Regions from separate parts of the Lactuca sativa genome. Here region 2 is linked to region 1. A link is a contact called in public Hi-C data. All regions are on one chromosome and are shown on one strand. Each heading gives the region's core, a stretch centred on a gene start, on an enhancer-like site or on the middle of the called end of the contact. The rest is flanking DNA. Distances are from core to core; before and after follow the strand shown. Region 1 holds the start of LOC111893021 (probable CoA ligase CCL7). Region 2 holds the start of LOC111893046 (ABC transporter B family member 1).

Region 1 (3,406 bases), core at 514-3,013:
TCAAAATTAAAATTTTTATATAAAATCCTACTTACGGAACAACTGCAGCATCCATAATTTCAGGGTGAGAAACTAGCAGCCCTTCAAGTTCTGCAGGTGCCACCTGTCAAGTGTCAAGAAAGATGAAATAGTTAAAAACCAAAAAAAAATATCAACTGTAAATCGATAAAGTTTTGAACTTTAATGAAATTACCTGATACCCTTTATACTTGATAAGCTCTTTTAATCGATCCACAACATATATTCTTCCTTGTTCATCAAAATAACCAAGATCACCTGTATGCAACCAACCTTGTTTGTCCATGGTTTGCTCTGTGGCTTCTTTGTTATGGAAATATTCTGTAAAATAATAGCCATTTATGTGTTCTTGTTTCATGGGGTTGAAAGCTTGTAGAAAAAACATAAATCCCAGAACAAAAGGATTTACCTTTCATCAAATTTGGTCCACGAACCCATATTTCCCCCAATTGCTTAGGCGGAAGAGGTTTTAGAGTTTCTATATGAATGATTTTAGATTCCATTCCTGGACAAAGTACTCCAGATGAACCTGAATTGAGAAATCCTGCCCTTGTATTCTCGATTGATATAATTCCACCTGTTTCTGTCATTCCATATCCCTACCGAAATACCAAACAGATTTGATATGTGTATTTGAAATGGATGAAATGGAGATAGTTTTTTGGATTTTGGATAACGTACCTGTAAAATCTTTGCTTGAGGAAAAATTTTGGAGCATTCATCCATGGTGTCCTTGCTTAAAGGTGCTGCACCGGTCCCAATCTCCTGCAACGATGAGACGTCGTACCTTCTGACAATCGCCGGCTGTTTCACCAGCGCCACCACAACAGGCGGTGCTGTGTAAAGGTGTGTTACCTTGTATCTCTGTATTGCATCCAGAGACTTCTCCAGCTCAAACCTCGCCATCACGACTGTGGCGTTCCCTCTCTGCAACTGTGCGTAGGTGAAGGTGATTAATCCCATGATGTGAAACAACGGGACCACGCATAGAAACACGCTTCTCCCTTCCTTGTAGAATTCCTGATCGGATGTCACCATTAACGCCGTCGCAATTATGCTCCGGTGAGTCAACACCACTCCTTTGCTCAATCCCGTTGTACCGGAAGAGTAAAGTATCGCGGCGACATCGGATTGATAAACGGAGGGAGACAGAGCGGCATGGTTACTCGATTTCGCTACTAAATCTGAGAAGTTTCCGAGATCAATTAACGGCAGATTGAAGCCGTTGACCTTGGAGAACAGCTGGTCAACCGTGATAATCAGCTTAGGTTTTGAATCGCTGATTTGGTGGGCAAGTTCTTTAACTGTATATAGCGGGTTAGCGGTGGTGGCGATGGCGCCAAGAGAGGTAACTGCGAGAAAGGCTACAGGGAAGAGGATGGAGTTCGGAGAGAAGATCAGAATGACATCGCCTTTGGAGATACTGTAAGTATAGTGTAGTGTCTTTGCGAAATCGGAGATTTTTCGTTTGAGCTGGTAGAAAGTGAAGATTTGATGGGAGTTAGGGTCGATTAAGGCAGGGCGATCGGAGTAAACAGAGAGGTTGCGGAAGAGAAAATCGACAATGGAGGTGGTGGGTGATTGTGGAAGGGGGACGGGTGGTCGGGGAGAGGTGTAGATTCCGGTGTTAGGATTGTAGAGAGAGTGGGGGTTTTGATGATCCGCCATTGTTGTTTACTGAGAGAAAGGAAGACAAAGAAGGGAATATGACAAACAACTTATACAGTTTTCACAAGACTACAAATTTCAATATGTCTTTAGTTTTTCTTTATTCAAAGTCGTGAAACAAAAAGTCTTTCTTTTTAATTTCACATATGACAACTTAGAATTTTATATTTTTTAAAAAATCCGATTATAATCGATTCAATCGATATACGTCAATAATAGTCGCAATAACCAAATCTTTTGGGTTACTTTTTATGCATTATCTTTTATGAAAATATTTGGTTATTTTTAACTTTTTTATGACTTATTCTTAAAGTCATCTTAGTTGTTCAAAAAACGTTATTTTGATTGGTACAGTTCTATGAGGCTGCGGCTTTTACGGCGGGCTAATGACTTGATAACTAAGAAACTATGACGTATGTATACATTTAGTTTTTTTTTATGAGAAAATGACAAAAATAGCCAATTATACTAATTGCATTACAAAAATAACCAAAAAAAATCGGGATTACAAAAATAGCCACCCATTTCGCAGGTGAGAAGGCCCCATCTGCGAAATGGGCATCTCATCTGCGAATGTACAAGTGCCTGAAGCACAGTTGTGCTTCAGGCACTTGTACATTCGCAGATGAGAAATTTTTTTTTTTTTTAATATTTTTCGGTATAAATAGGGGTAATTTCGCAGATGGAATAGGTCCCATCTGCGAAATCCTCTGATCCTATCTGCGAAATGATGATTTTTTTTTTTTTTTTTTTTTAAGGTTGACTACGAAATGAATTGGTTTGACTACGAAATGGGCTTTGCTATATAAAAATTTTTGTAGAAAAAATATCATTTTGGTTGTTATTTGGTTTGTGAAATACTCTCTATCTCTACAATTTGCTCAAAAAATGATTGAATATTTGGTTTGTCTTGTAACCGGTGGGAGATGGCAAGTTAATGGAACTAATCTGGAATACATATGTCCACAGGGAGGTATTTCTGAATTTGCTTTGATATTTTCTGAGTATATTAGTTATAGTGATTTTGTATCTATGGTAAGAAGCAAAATTGGTTTGTTAGACAAATATAGAATTAGTCTTCGTTTCCACCATCCTAAATTAAATTATTATATAGCTATAGTTGAAGACGTGGATGTTAGAATGTTGATAAACGTAATCAAATGTAGTGGAGGAAGGGCTGTGAAAGTGTTTGTGGTGGTTGATGAAGTTGAGGAGGTTAATGGGGGCGGTGAAATTGGAAACGAACTTGTTGGTAATTTATGCAGTTTTAAAGGGAGCAACGATCCGATAGGTACTTTCAATACTCCTAGTGTACCTCAGTTTCACAGTGTTGCTGAAAATGTTAATGTTAGTTATTCACCTATTCAATATGTGGATCCCGAGAATTACAAGTATGTTGGTGATGATGATGTTTGTACATATCTTAATCATGTTGGTGGTCGTTGTGATGATGTTGCCGAACAAGAAGTTAAACTTATGAATAGGCGTGTGGTAGATAAAACTAAAAAGAAAAAAAATTCAACTCAAAAAAATGAAAAAAATCATGTTTACGGGCATTATGTTGATGTTGGTGATGTATGTTTAGATATAACCGAGCTACAAAGTAATTCCGATAGAGATGAGTTGGGTGATGAAGTTAAAGCTAAGTATCCCGATAACCTTTTTTACGGTATGCCCCCTGTACCAGCATGGCCAGTTGATAATAATGAAGATATCCCAA
Region 2 (3,406 bases), core at 457-2,956, 260 kb after region 1:
ATGGGTTGAAACCCAAAGCTAATCAACCAATGGGTTGAACTCGCAACCAAAGAAAGTGACCCATAAACCCAATAACCAAACCCATTCAAAAACTGAACCTAGTGGGTTTCAAAACCCAAAAATCGAAATTATTGATTTGGGTCCGGTTTCACCTTAAAACCAACCAAAACTGACTCATACACACCCCTACCTGACCCTAATTAAATATATAAGATGATAATTAGTTTGCTTCATATTATGTATATATCATAATGAAACCATTTACAAAGTTTAAGCTTTCTCTTGATAATTTTAGATTTCATGATTAATAATATCAAAGACTAAATTACATGTTTAGTCCAGATGTTTGGTATTCATAACACCTTTGGTTAAACTATCGTCAATATTGTAGACATAGTACCTATTACAACCTAAACTAGCACCTTTGGTCCCTCCCTCTTGACACCGTTATTATATTTCATTTAAGACTCATCATATGCCATGCACATGAGGGCATTTTGGTCTTTTCACCTATCTCTATGTCACTCCCTCTCTCATTTCACTCATCTCTCTTTGACTATATTTTGTTAACAAACAAAACTCAAAAAAAAGAATACAACCATTGGTTTTTCTCTAAGTAGACCACAAAACCATGATTTGGATGTTTGATTGAGAAATATGTGACTTCAATTAAAAGGCTATTGCTAATTGGACTTGAAGTTGTATATTATAGTTAGCAAAGCTTAGGTCTTGGGGTGGGTTAACGTGGACCACTCAGATAGTGATAAACCCTTGGAAAGTTCTCGTGTTGCACCGCCCAGTTACTAGTTACTTAGACTATGTCAAGAGGGATGTACCAATGGTGCTAACTATCAACTCCTTAGGTAACGTTAACGAGATTGAAGTTAAATAACAATACTAGATATTTTCAAATATGTATTCTTGTAACATAACTGGAGCCTACTAGTTGAGGAATGAAATTCCAAACAGATCCAGAGTTCAAACTTTGGCACATCCAAAATATTATTAGTGTTCTATACTGACTTCGGCCTTGGGGCGGTTGACATGGGTCGCTTCAGATGATATGGTTTACCATTTTTTTTCAAAACTTATTTATTGAAAAAAAATGTTGAAGGAAATTTAAAGGTTGTTACTATGTAAAGGTTGTTAGTATTTAACTTGAAAGAAATTTATGGTTTACTCAAATAAATTTTTATTTAAAGACATTCACGGAAAGAAATTTAAAGGCTGTTATTATATAATTTGCGTATTATAGGTACCAAAACTTATTTATTGAATTAACTTTAAAGGCTGTTGCAGTATAATTTGAAAGAAAATTATGGTTTACTCAAATAAATTAATACAAAGATATTATTGAAAGAAACTTAAAAGCTGTTACTATATAATTTGAAGGTAATTTATTGAATGTAATTAATGGTTTACTCAATAAAAATTTATTGAAGGATTTTTAGTGAAAGAAATTTAAAGTCTGTTACTATATATTTTGCGTATTATAGTTATACCATAACTTGTTTCTTGAAAGAAATATTGTTTCGTATATAATCTGTTTTCTTTTATACACTTGAATGTAGACTCTATGAGGTGTGAACAAAAGAATCTTTGTTCATATAATTACTCGGGACTTTTCTTTTTTACCTTTTAAAATTAAATTGAGAAAAGAAAAGTGATACAGTATAAAAGAGAGCTTCAAAGTCTTTAATGTTAGAGAAAGAAAAAGTTATACAGACAAAAGAGAAAGTGAAGGAGAAAGAGAAAGAGAGAGAAAGTGATAAATAAATAAAAACATTATTAAAAAAATGCGATCAGAAGCATCTGAGGAGAAGATAAAGAGAAGGAGAGAGCAGTTGGAATGGTTCGAAATGCAAAGTCTTGAACTTGTCTCTGAAAACCCAAGCCCACCCTTGGGTTCTTCTTCTTCTCAAAACAAAGAAACCATGGAAATGGAAGGAGAGAATAGTAAAAATGCAGAGAAAGATAAGGGTGTTTCAGTAGGATTTGGAGAGTTATTTAGATTCGCAGATAGATTAGACTATGTGTTAATGGGTATTGGAACAATTGGTGCCTTTGTTCATGGTTGTTCGTTACCTATTTTCCTCAGATTCTTTGCTGATCTTGTCAATTCATTTGGCTCCAATGTCAACAACATTGATAAAATGACTGATGAAGTGTTAAGGGTAACTTTCTTTTTCTCCAAATCCAATTTTTTCACCATCAAAATTTCATCTTTTTCATTTCTTTTCAAATTCTTGCAGTACGCATTTTACTTTCTTATAGTTGGAGCTGCAATTTGGGCATCTTCATGGGCAGGTATGCTTGTTTGTTCTAAATTCTTCACCTTTTAGGGATCAATATCAATTATTCTTGAAAAAGATTTGAAATTTGACATGGGTTTTATTATTTATTTGCAGAGATATCATGTTGGATGTGGACAGGAGAGAGACAATCAACAAAAATGAGGATCAAATATCTTGAAGCAGCACTGAGTCAAGATATTCAGTTCTTTGACACTGAAGTCAGAACTTCAGATGTTGTATATGCGATCAATACTGATGCTGTTATGGTTCAAGACGCCATTAGTGAAAAGGTGAAAAAGATCAAATCTTTTTGACTCATACATATGAGATTATTAACTCTGTGTTTGTTTGTGTGTATGTGTGTGTGTGCGTGCAGCTAGGGAATTTTATACACTATATGGCGACATTTGTATCTGGATTTGTGGTGGGATTCACAGCAGTTTGGCAATTGGCGCTTGTGACACTTGCAGTGGTGCCTTTAATTGCGATAATTGGAGCTATTCATACAATTACATTAGCGAAACTGTCTTCTAAGAGTCAAGAAGCTCTTTCGGAAGCTGGAAATATTGCTGAGCAGGTGTGTTTTATACTTTTATATAAATATAATTCCCTTAAATCCATAAAATGAATTCAAGAAAGTAGTAATTTCTCTTTTTTTTTTTGTTTTTTTTCATGTGAGTTTGCTGAATTTGAGCTAAGTTCAACGACATATCAGTCTTTCCTCTTATTTTCCCATCTGGGTATTGCTTGATTTGACCTAAATTCAAGATGACGAAAAAATCAGTCGTCCCCTGTTTTTTTTTTTTTTTTTTTTTATTTGGATCAAGGAAAAAAATCATTTTTTCCATGTTTCTTTCGATTTTTAAGAAATATATCAGTCTTTCCTCTAATTTTCTATCTGGGTATTTCTTAATCTTAGCTTAATTTGTTTTTGTTTTTGTTTTTGGGGAAAAAAAATCCATATTTTTCTTGTTTCTTAATCTGACTATCAATATTTTAGAGCAAACTTCAAAAAAAAGTTAATCTTTTTAATGTTTTATAATCTGAATGTTGTTATATTTGGACAAACTGAAGCGAAAAAATAAAAAATAAAAAAACATGCATGTTCTTGC

What was found. Hi-C and Micro-C count contacts between places; a contact is called where the count stands out from the background.
Region 2: a contact with region 1 is called in a Hi-C map of leaf, with 10 times the contacts expected there. The contact joins the promoter of LOC111893046 here to the promoter of LOC111893021 in region 1. A contact is called at or near these places in 2 of 4 Hi-C or Micro-C datasets (both in leaf).

What each region holds. Positions count from the first base shown.
Region 1 is chr1:64,991,119-64,994,524 of Lsat_Salinas_v11, forward strand. It overlaps LOC111893021 (probable CoA ligase CCL7), which reads right to left and starts at 1,764. Exons shown (of 5, transcript XM_023889094.3): 1 at 700-1,764; 2 at 428-617; 3 at 194-339; 4 at 36-103. The coding sequence starts at 1,686.
Region 2 is chr1:65,251,702-65,255,107 of Lsat_Salinas_v11, forward strand. It overlaps LOC111893046 (ABC transporter B family member 1), which reads left to right and starts at 1,707. Exons shown (of 8, transcript XM_023889117.3): 1 at 1,707-2,174; 2 at 2,253-2,307; 3 at 2,409-2,584; 4 at 2,671-2,871. The coding sequence starts at 1,797.